Linked DNA regions of Mus musculus: region 1 is linked to region 2. The links are chromatin contacts, called in public promoter capture Hi-C maps. All regions are on one chromosome and are shown on one strand. The core of a region is the stretch at or near the end of the contact, and the rest is flanking DNA. Distances in the headings are between cores, read along the strand shown.

Region 1 (3,446 bases), core at 326-2,825, 180 kb before region 2:
TGGAGGTGGAGACAGGCAAATTCATAGCACTTGCTGACCAGGCTGTCTACAGGTATTCTAGCTTCCCAGTCCAGTGAAAGGAGAACCTATCTCAACAAGGTGATTTGCTCCGGAGGAACAACACCACTGAAGCTTGGCACACAGAAAAATGCCCATAATTCTTACAGATGCAAAGTGAAAGATAAAGAGCGGCAATTCCATAATCCCTTAATCCAGGTGACGGGCATGGAAGCATCAATTCACTGTGTCGTTCTCTTCAGTCTGACCTTGAATGGATGGAGGCTGGCTGTTAAATACTATTTATCTACAAATACTATACTTTTGTTTGAACATTTTTTTTCTCTTGGGAAAAAAAAAAAAGTACTTCTAAAACAAAATGCCTGTCTCCTAAGCAGCATCTAATTATTTCACAACCCATTTTCTGGACTCTGATCTTTAAATGGGTATAAAACAGCAAACTGTGCTGAGAAACGTATTATTTTGCCTGTGCTATAATTTTGTGTGAAATAAAAGTATTTACAAAGATGAAGTCCGAAACTTTAGACTTAACGAGTTTTTAAGATCACATGCATTTTCCACCTAGTTTTATTATGGACTCATTTTTTTTTTTTTTTTCATCTTCCAATTTCACTAAGTACTAAAGAAGCCACGTGGTTCTATAAAAACTAGGGTCAGGTGGATTATAGCAAAAAAAAAAAAAAATCATCACCAAGAATTTACCTGCTGACACAGCACCGGTAATTGTCAAAATATATTCTTCCTCTCTCATAGGCTATAGGTGACTTGGAATGAGTTGTCCAAACATTCTTAAATTTAGTACTCTCCTGAAAGACACAAAGAATTTCAGTTTAGGAAAGAACTCAGTCCCCTGCTATGGAACCATTTTCGGTGGGTAGTTGAAATCTACAGTTTTAAAGTACATTGTTTCTCCTTTTTTTTTTTTTTTTTTCTCCCTCTGCCCATAGATGTCGGTTTAGTTGGATGCCCAAGTTTTGAATCGATTGTTTGCAGGAAGGCAAAAGAAGCTTTTTAAAAACTACGCCAGGCGGCGGACCTGAGTACCTATTTTCTAATACCCTAATTGCGGGACACGGATGCCCCTCCCCACGTAAGACCCTCAAAGGGGTATCAGAGCGCGTAAAAAACTGCAGCCCGGCAGGAGGTTGGACCCCGGGCACCCCGACTTCGGCGGGCGTCACCTGGCACACCAGCGCCCGCAGGATGCCCAGGTTCGTCCTCTGCACCACGCCTGCGTCGCGTGCATAGAAGCCCAGAGCCCGGCGACTCAGCCTGCGGCACACATTGGCCTTCCGGGTCCGGCCCATGGAGACTAGGGGTCCGCAGGGCCCAGGAGGGGCGCGCCCCTCACTTCCGCGAGGGGTGGCAGCCGCCACCTGCGAACCTCAAAGGAAGGCTGACGCGGGACCCCGCGCTGGGGACTCGGGGCAGAGATCAAGAGGTAGCGACACACGGATTTGACGCAAAGGAACAGAATCAACGGCGCCTTCCTGGCCCTTCTTTCTGCTCTCGGGATTAACGCTGCACCTCGCGGCCCTCCGTATCCACTCCCTCTCCCGGAAATGTAGTCCCCTTGGCCTTTTCCGCCCCTATGGCTTCTTTTTCAGAACTACAATTCCCGTCAGGCAGAGCGAGGGCTGGCCTGGCCCCGCCCCACCCCTCCCTGCCCCTAGCCCGCCTCTCCTGGCCCTAATAGGCTGCGCCGTAGGGCTGCGCAGTGGGTCGGGTAGCCTTCCGGGCTGCACGCGGTAAACCTGGATAGCTTTGGTGGGTGCTGTGCAGCCACCTGGTGGTGTCGCTTCACCTGTGTGTCCCAGGAAGCAGTCCCTTTCTGCCCTGGTCGTGGGACGACTGCCAACCCCTCCTTTGGCCCTGCAAGGCTCTGGCCACGCGTCCAGAGGGGCGTTGTGGCCAGTGGGACCCTCCAAAGGTACGCCCCGTGGCTTTCCCTCAGCCGCACTTGGGACGTTGTGGATGAGGTTGACTTCAACATTTAGTTGTGTAACCACTATGCTTTTGTATGGTAATTAGTGGTGAAAGTTGCTGTTTTTCCCATCAAAGTAGGATTGAATTTCTCCTTCCCAAAGGCTCGTCCTTGTGTGGCCAGCGGGGACCCTGACTGGTTTTGTGGTAATTGCTGTGTTTTCTTCCTCCTTCCATTTTTCCCCCTTATAGGGAATAAAATATGAAATGTTTGCATTCTTATTGAACTGCCTAAGATAATCCAGGTTGACTTCTCTAAGTAAAAAATAACATTCTCTGTGAACTAGCTCAGCCTGCGTGTTCAAAATTACTAACATACTAAAAATTTCCGTAACTGTATACCAAATGCGACCCGTAACCTCATTGTAAACCCCTTTAGTGTGGTGTCTGCATCTCCCACATAGACTTAATAGACTTGGCATGCCACTCCGTGATCTTAAGTGCTTAAAGAAAAAGTCAGTAAGCACACCAGCTTTCTGATCGACAGAAGTACAGTACAGGATGGATGTGCTGGATCAAACGTTAGCCGTTTCATTTTGTTGTTTTAAATGGAAAACTCTTATACCCTTGATGCATTTCCTTCGGGGTCTGGCTTTTTTGTTTGTTTGTTTGGTTGTTTTGTTGGAGGTTTTTTTTTTCCCCCCCTGATATTTCATGACCTGCTTATAGCATACGGTGGAGTGAGTGCTTTGTATATTTTTAGAAAGCTCCACAATAGTTAATTTGGTCATTCATGAATGCAGCTGTCACTGAAATGCTGGAACCCAGAAAAATATAGCTGGATTTTCTTTGGCTGAAGCGAAATGCAAATCATTGCTGAATTGCACTCATCATTTCCTTTTTGTCTTTCTTGTCGCAGCTCTTGTCTTTCTGTGCTCTCCCACCATGGCTGAGCTTTGGTTTCTGTGCTTGTTTTTCACATGACTTCTAAGATGCCACTATGCTCCACTATTACCACAAAAACAGTAGCAAGTAGTGGGCATATTGTGATCATACCTTCCGCGCATTCACTTTAACATATTAAGTCCCAACAACTGGATGCAGACCACCCATTCAGACATGAGGGCCATGCCCCTCACTTGCTGCTCTACTGTAATGGCGCTGTCTTTCTTGGTTTGGACCAAAGTCCCCCCAGTTTCTCCCAGGTCTGAATGCTTAACCTCTGGAAACTCTGTGCGCTTGAGAAGACTGTTTACTTGCTTCTCCTTCACGTCCACTCTTACCAGGGTGGTACTTCAAGGCCAGTTGCCTCTCAGTGTTTTTCAGGTTTTTCCACGAGGCATCAAGCTTGGCCCCTAAATCATCATAGTAAGTGGTTTCTTTCCTCACAGTCGACAGCCAGTGAGCTGGCTGAGGGACTGCACAATATTCACGGCTTGGGCAGTCCCCATTCTTACCCGGCCTTCTGAATGCTCCCTTCCTGTGCTATTGATCTTACCACTGGG
Region 2 (3,194 bases), core at 449-2,948:
ACCCAATTAAAATATAACCCTTGGCTGTCCCAAGGCCAGCTATGTGGACAAGGCAGGTTTTGAACACAAAGAGTTACTTGCCTCTGATTGGGTGCCACCATACCTGGTTTTTTTTTTTTTTTAAGTATCTTTTTAATTTTTATTTTATGTTCATTGTGTTTTGCCTGCGTATATGTCTGTGTGAGGGTCTCAGATTCTCCTGAAACTTAAGTTACAGACAGGTGTGAGCTGCCATGTGGATGCTGGGAGTTGATCCTGGGTCCTCTGGAAGTTCAAACAGCATTCTTAACCACTGAGCCAGGGTGGTTTTTGACAGGGTCTTGTTATATAGCTCAGGCCGGCGTTAAGGCATGTACTTTCCATATGAAAAGTACTGGTATTCTTTGAAACACAATTTAATTTACTGATGCCTAGTTTATTTTTCTTTTGTGGCTTATCCTCTCATGGATTGCACCTAGAACTTACATTTGGGACTTTGATTCTTTTAGAGTAAGTTGTCTGTCTGTCTGTCTGTTGAGGCAGAGTCTCACTCTGTAACTTGGGCTGGCTTCAAATTCACAGTGATCTTCTTGCCTCAATATTCCAAGCAGTAGAATTAGAGGGATGAGTCACTTTGTCAGGCTCATTTCGAGTTAATTTAAAACATTGTTTGTTTATTTGTTTAGTGCTGTGAGGTACAAAGTGAAGGTTCTTTCTTTGTTATGTGGCTCTCCAACTGTTCTAGAATCACTTACTAAACAGGCTCTTTTTCTCTGTTGAATTTTCTAGAACCCTTGTTGATCATCAATTGACTGTATATAGGAAGATTCATTTTTGAATTTTCAATTCTACTCCATTAACAGAAATGTCTACTGTTGAGTCAAGTACCACACTCTTTTGATTACTGTAGCTTTGTGGTATAATTTGAAATTGAGAGATGGGAATCTTGCCACTTTGTTTGCTCAGGGTCACTTTAGTTCTTCTGTGTCCCTTGGATTTCCACATACATTTTACGATTAGTTTGTCAAATTCTGAAAGAAAAAAGAAAGCTGAAATTTTAATAAGAATCTTATTGTAACTACATATCAATGTGGGAAAATATTGCCACATTAACAATGTTAGAACAGAGCCAAGAATGTGACATTGCTTTTTGCTTACTTGGTAGTTCGCTAGTCTCAAAGGATGGGTTTAATGATTACTGAGAAAATAGCAGAGGAGCTGGCGAGATGCTCAGTGGTTAAGTGCACTTCTTATTTTTGCAGAGACCTGGGTTCAAATCCCAGCACCCACATGATAACTCACAACCATCCATAACTCCAGTTGCTGGGGGTCAGTGACCTCTTCTGACCTCCAGGCATCAGGGACACATGTACATCCATGCATCATGTACATCCTGGCCAAACAATTATACACATAGAAAAATGAATTAAATAAATTGCGTTTTTTTGGTTGTTGTTTTGTTTGTTTGTTTGTTTTTAAGGAAGAAAATGGTAGGTTGCGATTAATTACAAATTTACCCTGAAATCTCAAAGGTATGTTTGTGGCGTGTATTCAGTGTAAGTAAACTGGGGTTGTGTTCCAACATATCCATTCTCTGACTCAGGCTAATAGAAGGCTATACTCTCTTCCAGCTGAATCTGCATAGCTTCCAGGTCATGAAGAGAACAGAAAATAGAACTGAAGTGTCATGCACCAGCTCTCACAGATTTTATTCAAAAGAGGAACAGCTAACAGCCAAGTGGTTCGAGATATTCAGAGATGTTCCTTAGTGCCCATAACCCCGATGGGCTCTAAGGAGCCTGGAAAGTATTGCATCGAGTACATGGATATTTGGCAAGAAGTAAATGTAGTGACTGAACTGTTTCCATTCAAAACCATATACTGAATTCCTCCCCGAGCTGTAAAATTAAGGCCTTTCAAGAAGTAACTAGAGGTAAATGGTCTGGTAAGCACGGAGCCCTAGTCTGGCAGGATTAATGTCGTTGGAAGAAGAAAAAGGGCAGAGGTCAATCAACCTCAGTCTCTGTCCATGCGCACGGGTCATGTGAGGACATATGAGAAGGCAGATATCTGAAAATCACAGGGCTCCGTGTTGATGTTGCAATGCCAGCCTCTGCAGCTGGGAGACCACAAATGTCTCCTAGCAGCAGCCCAGCCTCCTAGCATCCTGCATCGTAGCTGGAGTTGAGTGATATAATGTCTCAGCCACAAAAAGGGGTTGGAGGGTCAAGGACACTCGAGAGTTTAGATTGGATTGGATTGTGTAAGTGCGCTGAATTGAGGTTTGGTTGCTAGACAATGGATCACTGGATGTTTTTAAACAGTCTGCAGCATTCGAGGATGAACCAAGGTCTGAAGCATGCCACACAAGCACTCGACCCCTGAGGTCCAAGTAGTTAAAGAGAACCTATCCATCGATACTCGATCCGAAGTTCAGGTGAGGAGCCAGGTGGCATCACTGAGAGGCTTTGGTCATGTGCATTAGTGAAGCAGTGGATCTGGATTACTAAGTAGTGGACCCAGGGGCTGCACAATTATGCTTCCCTAGTTCTTGTCCTGTTATTAGTTGGATATGAGGTAATCCCTACCCCCACAAGACTCATTTATTGAAGGCTTGGTCCCCAGATGGCAGATGTAGCCATTGAGATCTGATTGGATCATGAGGGCTCTGATCTGCTCAGTGGGTTAACCCACTGATGACTTCATAATTCGGTGGCCACCGTGAAATGAGCAACTTCACTCTGCTATAGATGTACACTGTGGTGTGCTATCTCACCACAGCTCATGAACAACAAAGCCAGCTACCCATGGGCTAAATTCTATGAAACCATGAGCCAAAATAAATCCTTTCTGTTAAAAAAAAAAAAGTTTCTTCCAAGTAACAAAATTCCAAGTCACAGCCATAAATCACCCTCCCAACTTAAGGACTTCAAACCCCAGTAACGGCACACTTCATTGTTTGTAGGTGAGGAAGCTTGCCTAGCTTGTTGATCAGTTCTTTGTCTATGGTCATAGATCCTGAATGTCCCACCTCCAAAATGCCATGCTGACATGATGGACAAGCTGGTGCCTCGTGGGGCTGCTAGAGTAGCTCCACACCACAGCTGATCTCCCTCAAAGGACGATTAATCCAGAAAATGCCCCCCTCTGCCACTCAGGGGAGCTCACACACCTGTGTCGGGTGGGTCTACAAAAGGGAAGAATGCCTGTGATGG

Evidence for each region. Promoter capture Hi-C pulls out the DNA fragments that hold promoters and counts their contacts.
Region 1: a promoter capture Hi-C map of macrophages shows a contact between it and region 2, with 6 read pairs. The contact joins the promoter of Dcaf17 here to the enhancer-like site in region 2. A contact is called at or near these places in 5 of 39 promoter capture datasets (hematopoietic stem and progenitor cells, hippocampal neurons, liver and 1 more), 1 of 484 Hi-C or Micro-C datasets (bone marrow-derived macrophages), 6 of 115 datasets of contacts at active chromatin or transcription factors (the SCID.adh cell line, bone marrow-derived macrophages, double positive thymocytes and 3 more) and 3 of 9 other capture datasets (adipose tissue, bone marrow-derived macrophages and liver).

Annotation. Positions count from the first base shown.
Region 1 is chr2:71,053,873-71,057,318 of GRCm38.p6, reverse strand. It overlaps Dcaf17 (DDB1 and CUL4 associated factor 17), which reads right to left and starts at 1,575. Exons shown (of 14, transcript NM_001165980.1): 1 at 1,200-1,575; 2 at 721-824. The coding sequence starts at 1,325. Mettl8 (methyltransferase like 8) reads left to right here and starts at 1,713. Exons shown (of 10, transcript NM_145524.3): 1 at 1,713-1,948.
Region 2 is chr2:70,876,400-70,879,593 of GRCm38.p6, reverse strand. No RefSeq gene overlaps it. Among named protein-coding and RNA genes, the nearest start is that of Gm39842, 39 kb to the right of the region's middle. Within about 2 kb of position 1,698, at least 26 of the 459 cell types and tissues checked have an H3K27ac peak or open chromatin away from gene starts, as enhancers often do. A contact at or near this core is called in bone marrow-derived macrophages and macrophages, where this site is marked.